Regions from separate parts of the Sus scrofa genome. Here region 1 is linked to region 2. A link is a contact called in public Hi-C data. All regions are on one chromosome and are shown on one strand. Each heading gives the region's core, a stretch centred on a gene start, on an enhancer-like site or on the middle of the called end of the contact. The rest is flanking DNA. Distances are from core to core; before and after follow the strand shown.

Region 1 (3,290 bases), core at 545-3,044, 94 kb before region 2:
GGAAGGGTCTTCTGAAGGAAGTTTCTAATGACAAAAGGAGTCAAAAGTTGTCAAGGCCAAAGTTTCCAGAAGAGATGAGTTTAGTGGCCATTGTTTCTGTGTCGCTCCGCCGAGGTGACTGTAAGTGTGCTCTCTGGCTCACATCCAGCTCTCTTTGCCTCGTGTTGGGGGGGTGAATTCCTCTCCTCTGCCCCATAGGCTGGCCTGCCGGGTTCCCCAGGACCTCAGGGGCTGTAGCACAGTGTTTACAGGGAGAAAGGCACATGTGTTGGGTGCCTACCACGTGCCAGGCTGTGTTCTAAGGGGGGTCCTATATGTTCTCTCTTTTTACCCTTACCATAATTTAAGTTTCATTACCGTCCTTTTACATGAAAGGAAAAGGAAACAGAATCTTTACGGGTTCACCCAGCTAGTAGGAGGCAGAACCAGTTTTGAACCAAGGTCAGAGTACATGATCATACACTAAGCTGCCCTCTGTGCTCTGCCAGTTTGTCCCTCTTGTGACTGGAGATGAAGATGACTCCAGAAAGGGCAGCTGGAAGGGGCTACGAAAACCTTGCCCTTGAGAAGTGCCCCGGAGGACTCAGCGCTGGTGAATGAGAAAATGCACGTGTTCTCTGACAGCCAGGGAAACGTCCCTCGCCAAGGGCAGGAAGAGCCTGAGCTCTCGCAACCACCATGGCAGAGCCTGAGCTGAGAGCGGCTGGATCACTCAGTCCCTTAGAGTCTTGCAGTTGGCTTTGCAGCTAACTGGACAGACTCCTAGGTCTGTAAGGGACAGGGCTGCTGGAGGAGCCTACAACTTCCTTCCTGTCCTTGTCACCATCCGCACTGCACCTGAGCATTCCCCAGTCACCTTCTCCAAAGGCGAAACGTTGTGCTCCCATCAGGAAATGCTTACCTGTGCATAACCTCACCCTGCAGCTCAAGACTTTTCCTTTTCGCCCTACACTTTGGAGTTTGTAAAAGCAGATTCTCGGCCACGTTAGGAAGTCTGGTTTTCTCAGCCATGACTTGTTTCAACAGAAGCTGTTTCTGCAGACCTCTGTCTGAGGAGGGCGCCAGCAATAGAGAGGAGGTGAAGGAGGGGCAAGAAGACTGCTCATGGACCACTAGACCACAGAACTAGTATTTTCTGATTCCACAAACCTGTTTCTGCTTTTAGCCACTGATTTTACTTAGTGCCCTATCTAGCTAAAATTTCCTTCTCTCTCTCTCATCTGGCCCTTCTCATCTTCCTACTCTTACCTCTTGTCCACTGTTCAACATTAGCCCATTTGGAGTATTTCCCCCAAAATGCCTACAGTTTTTACTTGGCGTCATATTCAGTGCATTCCTGTTTGCCTTGATATATGGATTTACCAAAACCATTTAGGCATCATTTGTGAAGATTCTTTTGCCCAGGTTAGGGCATATGTCAGAACTGACTCGATGATCCAAACATTTAGGGCATAAAGCAACACAAGCTGTCTGATGTACGGGGCTGTGAGAACTAAGAGAATTATATAAGGAACCGTAGGCAGGGCTCTCGCTTGGAGAGGGGACAACTGAGTTGCCACCTGAGTCACTCAGTTCTTCGGCTAGTCTCCTTGAGGGCCTGTTTCCATTTCTGAAAGCTGGTTGAACAGAATGACTTGAGGTTTTAATGAGTCTGTCCATGAAACAGCTGAGTAATATCTCCTCCTCCGCCGCTTGGAGCTGCCGTCAGAGCTGGTTGAGTGGGAGGCTCCTGTCCGTGGCCTGACTGCCCTCTGTTTGTTCATAGTTGTGTTCAGAATCTGACCATTTTCGTTTTCCTGACAATGTCATTTCCTGCTGGTGAGGTATTGTCATAGCAAAGGATAGACTCTGGGGGCAGATGTGTCCACAGGCAAATCGACTCTGACGCACAGGTGGTGTCACTGTGTGCAATTTGTATAACCTGCAGCCGATGATCCTTTACTGTTAAAGAAACTGTGTCCTCATTTAGGAAGGAAGGAAGGAAGAGAAAGAAGGGAAGGAAGAAGGGTAGGAAGGAAGGAAGAAAAAAGCCCTCCATCAGCAGAACTTCAGAAAGCAGACAGACCTGTGTTGGGCCCACAGGGGTGGGGTGGTGGCTCTTGCGTTAAATAAAAAAAGCTTGATTTTTGATTTTTAAAATCTAAAAATCAAGCTGGCCAGAGATACAGCTGTGAACCCTGGATAGGGGAGACCCGGGCTTGGGTCACACGTAGGTGGATTTCCAAGATAAGGGGGCTGCTGGAGTGAGCACGCCTGTGCGGCTCTCAATCTGCTCAGGGGGAGCCCAGATGGTGTGATTGTGCGTGTTGGGGGCAGGGGCAATGATGGGCCCGAGGGGATCCTGCAGAAGCTGTTTCCCCTACTTTTGCATCATTGTGCACTTTCTTGCCATGTGAAGTGCTGGACTGCTTGCTCTCCCTTTGAGGAAGTGAATTTATAAGGACCTTATATCCAGTGAGACAATGAGGCCAGCAGGGGTAGAGGCGGGGAAGAGGGCGGTGGGTTTTCACTTTCCCTGGATGGTCCTACTGAAGGAGCCCGATCTTGCTGGACGGGGGTGGGTGTGGCCGTGCCCTCTGTGCTGGAAACCAAGTACAGCAGATTCCTGGCCTGACTTTTCTAGAATCCAGCTGCGATAGCCCTGCTCTAGCCCTCTGCACCTCTGCCTGAGGCTGAACCTAATGGAAGTTTCTTGAGCTTGCGGCTGGGAAGCTCCTTCTGGGAGCCAAGGCTCTCTCCCCTCCTCTTTTTTTTTTTTTAATTTTTATTTTCTTGGGCTGCATATGGAGGTTCCCAGGCTAGGGGGTCAAATCTGAGCTGTTACTGCCGGCCTACACCACAGTCACAACAACGCAGTGTCCGAGCTGTGTCTGTGACCCACACCACAGCTCACGGCAACACCACATCCCCAACCCACTGAGAGAGGCCAGGGATCGAACCCATGTCCTCATGGATACTGGTTGGGCTGGTTTCCACTGTGCCGCAAAGAAACTCCTCTCCCCTCCTCTTTAACGTTCAAGACTTGGTGCCGAAGGGAGCCCAAGTAGAATTTTTCCAGCCAGTGTCTGCATTTGTTAAGTTGAGTCTTAAAACTCAATCACTGGAGTTCCTGTTGTGGCTCAGTGTTTAACGAATCCAACTAGGAACCATGAGGTTGTGTGTTCGATCCTGGCCTTGCTCAGTGGGTTAAAGATCTGGTGTTGCTGTGAGCTGTGGTGTAGGTTATAGGCATGGCTCGGATCCCGAGTTGCTGTGACTGTGGTGTAGGCCTACAGCTCCTATTAGACCCG
Region 2 (3,246 bases), core at 368-2,867:
GCTGCCCTCCCTGCTCCTTGCTGCAGGGCACAGAGCCTTGGCTAAAGACTGAGACCTCAACCAGTGGGTTCTAACTTGGCTGAGCCCCTCAGGGAAGGCAAGGGGATCCTGTGATGAGTTAGGGGGAAGGATTTAGCCTCAGAGTAGCACTAGGTTCACTGCCGTCTTCTTCCCACTTCCTGCCTTCTGTGCTCCTTCAGTCCCACCTGTCCATGTTTCAAGGCCTAGTGGCAGCCGCTGCTCTAGGAAGTCTCCTCAGATTTCTGTGTGAGCATTAAGCTTGATCTCTTCTGTATTTCTGTGGATGTTGCTTGATAAACCTTCCTTGGCTCTGATTACATGATTAGGCAAGGTTTATTGAGTGACTAACTCCTACTTGCTCAGAACGGCACCCCCTCCCCTGCCGATCTGTGTGTGGCAGCCCTGACTTAACTGATGTTAGTTTTGCTCTTGCTACTTGCTGGCAGTCTGAGCGGGCCAGCCTCCTCACTCTCTCCGACCTCAGCATCCCCTTGCGTGCACTGAGGAACCTGGGCGATAGTCTCTGCTGGTCACCTGGCCTGCCGCCCCAGAGAAGGGGTTTGTAAACTGAGCTCTGTGGTGTGGCTGTGGGTATCCATGAACTTCCTTCTGAGTAAAAGATTAGGAGTGTATGTGTGTGTGCATGCATGCTTGCGTGTGACCGCACAAGTAGGTAGCAGAGCTTTCATCGTATTTTCCTTTTTTTTTTTTTTTTTTTTTTTTTTTTTGCTTTTTTAGGGCCACACATGGGGCATGTGGAAGTTCCCAGCTAGGGGTTGAGTCTGAGCTGCAGCTGCTGGCCTATGCCACACTATGCCACAGGCACAGCAACGCAGATCCAAGCTATGTCTGTGACCTGTACCACAGCTCAGGGCAATGTCAGATTCTTAACCCACTGAGTAAGGCCAGGGATTGAACCCGCCACCTCAGGGGTTCTAGTTGGGTTCCTAACCTGCTGAGCTACAACGGCAGCTCCTTCATCATATCTTCAAAGGGATTCATGATGCCAGACTATGAAGCCTGGCTTTAAGGGAAGACAGACAGAGCTGGTCAGATGCAGGCAGTGTGTTCTTGTCTGTTGTCTCTTTTCCCCCAAGCATGAGCCTGCTGCAAGGAGGCTCCAGAGGTCCGGAGTCACCTTCCCATTTCCCAGGTGAAGAAACCGAGGCGGACTATCACGGACTCAAGCCTGGCTCTTGCCCTCCAGGCTCAGGCTGCCCTGCACTGAGTGGCCACTTAGCAGAGGCACTCATTGGGTTCACAGGCTGGGCTGCCTTTGCAGCATCCTTGGTGTGCAGGGTCCCAGAGGGCAGGTCCCCTGCCACCAGCAGCACTTCCTGTCAGGTGCATGCCCACCCTGGCTTCCTAGATGGGTTCCAGCCACTCACCTGAAGAGAAGGTTTGGAAGAGGTTTTTCAGGTTAAATTTCAGGATTTCATTTTCAGCCACGGTGCCTGAATCAAAGGTGTAGTAGGTCTTTAAGTAGTCCTGGGAGTCAAACTCCTTGTAGTCCTCTCCTCTGTACAGCTTGCCCTCCATTCTGGCTGGGGATCTGGCTGTGTCTCCCCTGCTGCCGTGCCGTTATATCCTCCCTCCTCTCCCAGGCCCTGCCCGTTAGGCGTTACATAAGACCAGACCCTCCCTCCAGGGAGGAGCTTGGATTCCACAAAGTTGGAGTCAGGCCATGGTGTTAGCCTTTCTGGCTGGAGTTTATCTTATTAGTAATTATCAGGAATGGAGAGTGCAATAGGGTGGCCAATATCCTCTGGGAGGTCCTCAGTTCTTGGTTCCTGAGAGGTGATATTTTGAGTGTAGGTTCTGCTCATGGGGGTTGGGTGTAGAGAGAATGAAACAGCTGGAAAGAACACAGAGAGAACAAGAAAGAAATAGGCAGAGAGAGTGAGAGACAGAAATACAGAAAGAGACCAAGCTTCTAGAATAGGGCAAGGATTCTTCCCTTTTTGAGTTTGGTGGGAAAACAAAAACCAGAGCAGATAGACCCCTGAGGGTGAAAAACAGGATTCAGGGATGGCTAAAATTTCACTGACTAGGTCAGTGACCTTGCTCTTGAAAAGAGTTTGTCCTGAACCTAGTTAAATATTTCCTCTATCTTTAATCCTGTTTATTTTCTTAACCAACCCTTCATGTTTTGAGGGCAGAAGTAAACTTGGGTAGGAACCCTGAGAAGGCTGGGAAGGCTCTATTTATACAAACCATTTAAAAAGTGTTAGCATTCATCAAGAGAAACTCTAAAATTGCATAGAACTTTGGTGCACACACAGACTCACATACAGAACAAACAGGAATGCCCATAAAACGGAAATGCTAATGGAAGCAGTGGGTTATATCAGTGACAATATCCTGACTGTGGTATTTACTACATTTTAAAGATGCTATTACTGGAGAAAGTTGGTAAAGCATACATGGATCTCTCTGTTTTATTTCCTACAGCTGCATATGAATCTGCAAAGTGGATTCATATGCAGCTGTAGGAAAAAGTCTCAAGAAGTTTTATATAAAAAAAAGTGTTGCCAAATCACTTTCAAAAAATGTACCTAAGAGCAGAGATTTCAGGCAGCAAACTCTAGTGTGTTTTGCAACTGGGCAAGTGTGGAGCCCTGGCCTGTAATGTGTGCCAGGCGTGTCCCCCACCCTGGGCCTCTGCCATCTTCATAACAGTCTGTAGAGAAGAGGAAGCTGAAGGTGAAGGGCCTTATCCTCAAGGGGTGCTGACAGCAAGTGACGGGGTCTAGGTTCAGATTCAAGCCAGTGTCCAAAGCCAAACTAAAGACCAGCTCCAAACCTTATTCTCCTTCCATCACAGCCTATCTGGGTCCCTTAGCTGTGCTGCTCAAACTAGTGTACCCAGGACTCCCCTGGGGACCCAGCTAAATATAGATTCTGGTTCTGAGGTTCAGAATGGGCTCCTAGGGTGAAACTGAGGCCCGCATACTGTGAGCAGCACAGTCCTGGGTCCTACTTCCCAAAATCAACATTTATTTTTCAGGTTCTAATTTCAACAGAATATAAACTCTAATTTAGTGTCAAATTTCCCCCTTTTCTGGAAGTATTAGAATCTGTATTCTGGGATGAGAAGAGGGTCAATTATATACTAAATGGTGATGGCACAACTTCCTGCCCTATCGGAAGAAAATGGTTAGATCTCTCTCCAATTTATTTAAAAAAATTTTTTTTGGAGTTCCCGTCATGGCGCAGTGGAAATGA

What was found. A called contact is a pair of places that touch in the nucleus more often than the background predicts.
Region 1: a contact with region 2 is called in a Hi-C map of liver, with 2.1 times the contacts expected there. The contact joins the enhancer-like site here to the promoter of INMT in region 2. A contact is called at or near these places in 2 of 5 promoter capture datasets (fetal liver and liver), 26 of 47 Hi-C or Micro-C datasets (alveolar macrophages, brain, embryonic fibroblasts and 15 more) and 2 of 2 datasets of contacts at active chromatin or transcription factors (alveolar macrophages and skeletal muscle).

The regions. Positions count from the first base shown.
Region 1 is chr18:42,305,480-42,308,769 of Sscrofa11.1, reverse strand. No RefSeq gene overlaps it. Among named protein-coding and RNA genes, the nearest start is that of CRHR2, 41 kb to the right of the region's middle. Within about 2 kb of position 1,794, at least 5 of the 83 cell types and tissues checked have an H3K27ac peak or open chromatin away from gene starts, as enhancers often do. A contact at or near this core is called in liver, where this site is marked.
Region 2 is chr18:42,211,706-42,214,951 of Sscrofa11.1, reverse strand. INMT (indolethylamine N-methyltransferase) reads right to left here and starts at 1,617. Exons shown (of 3, transcript NM_001244733.1): 1 at 1,410-1,617. The coding sequence starts at 1,560. It also overlaps the pseudogene LOC106506831.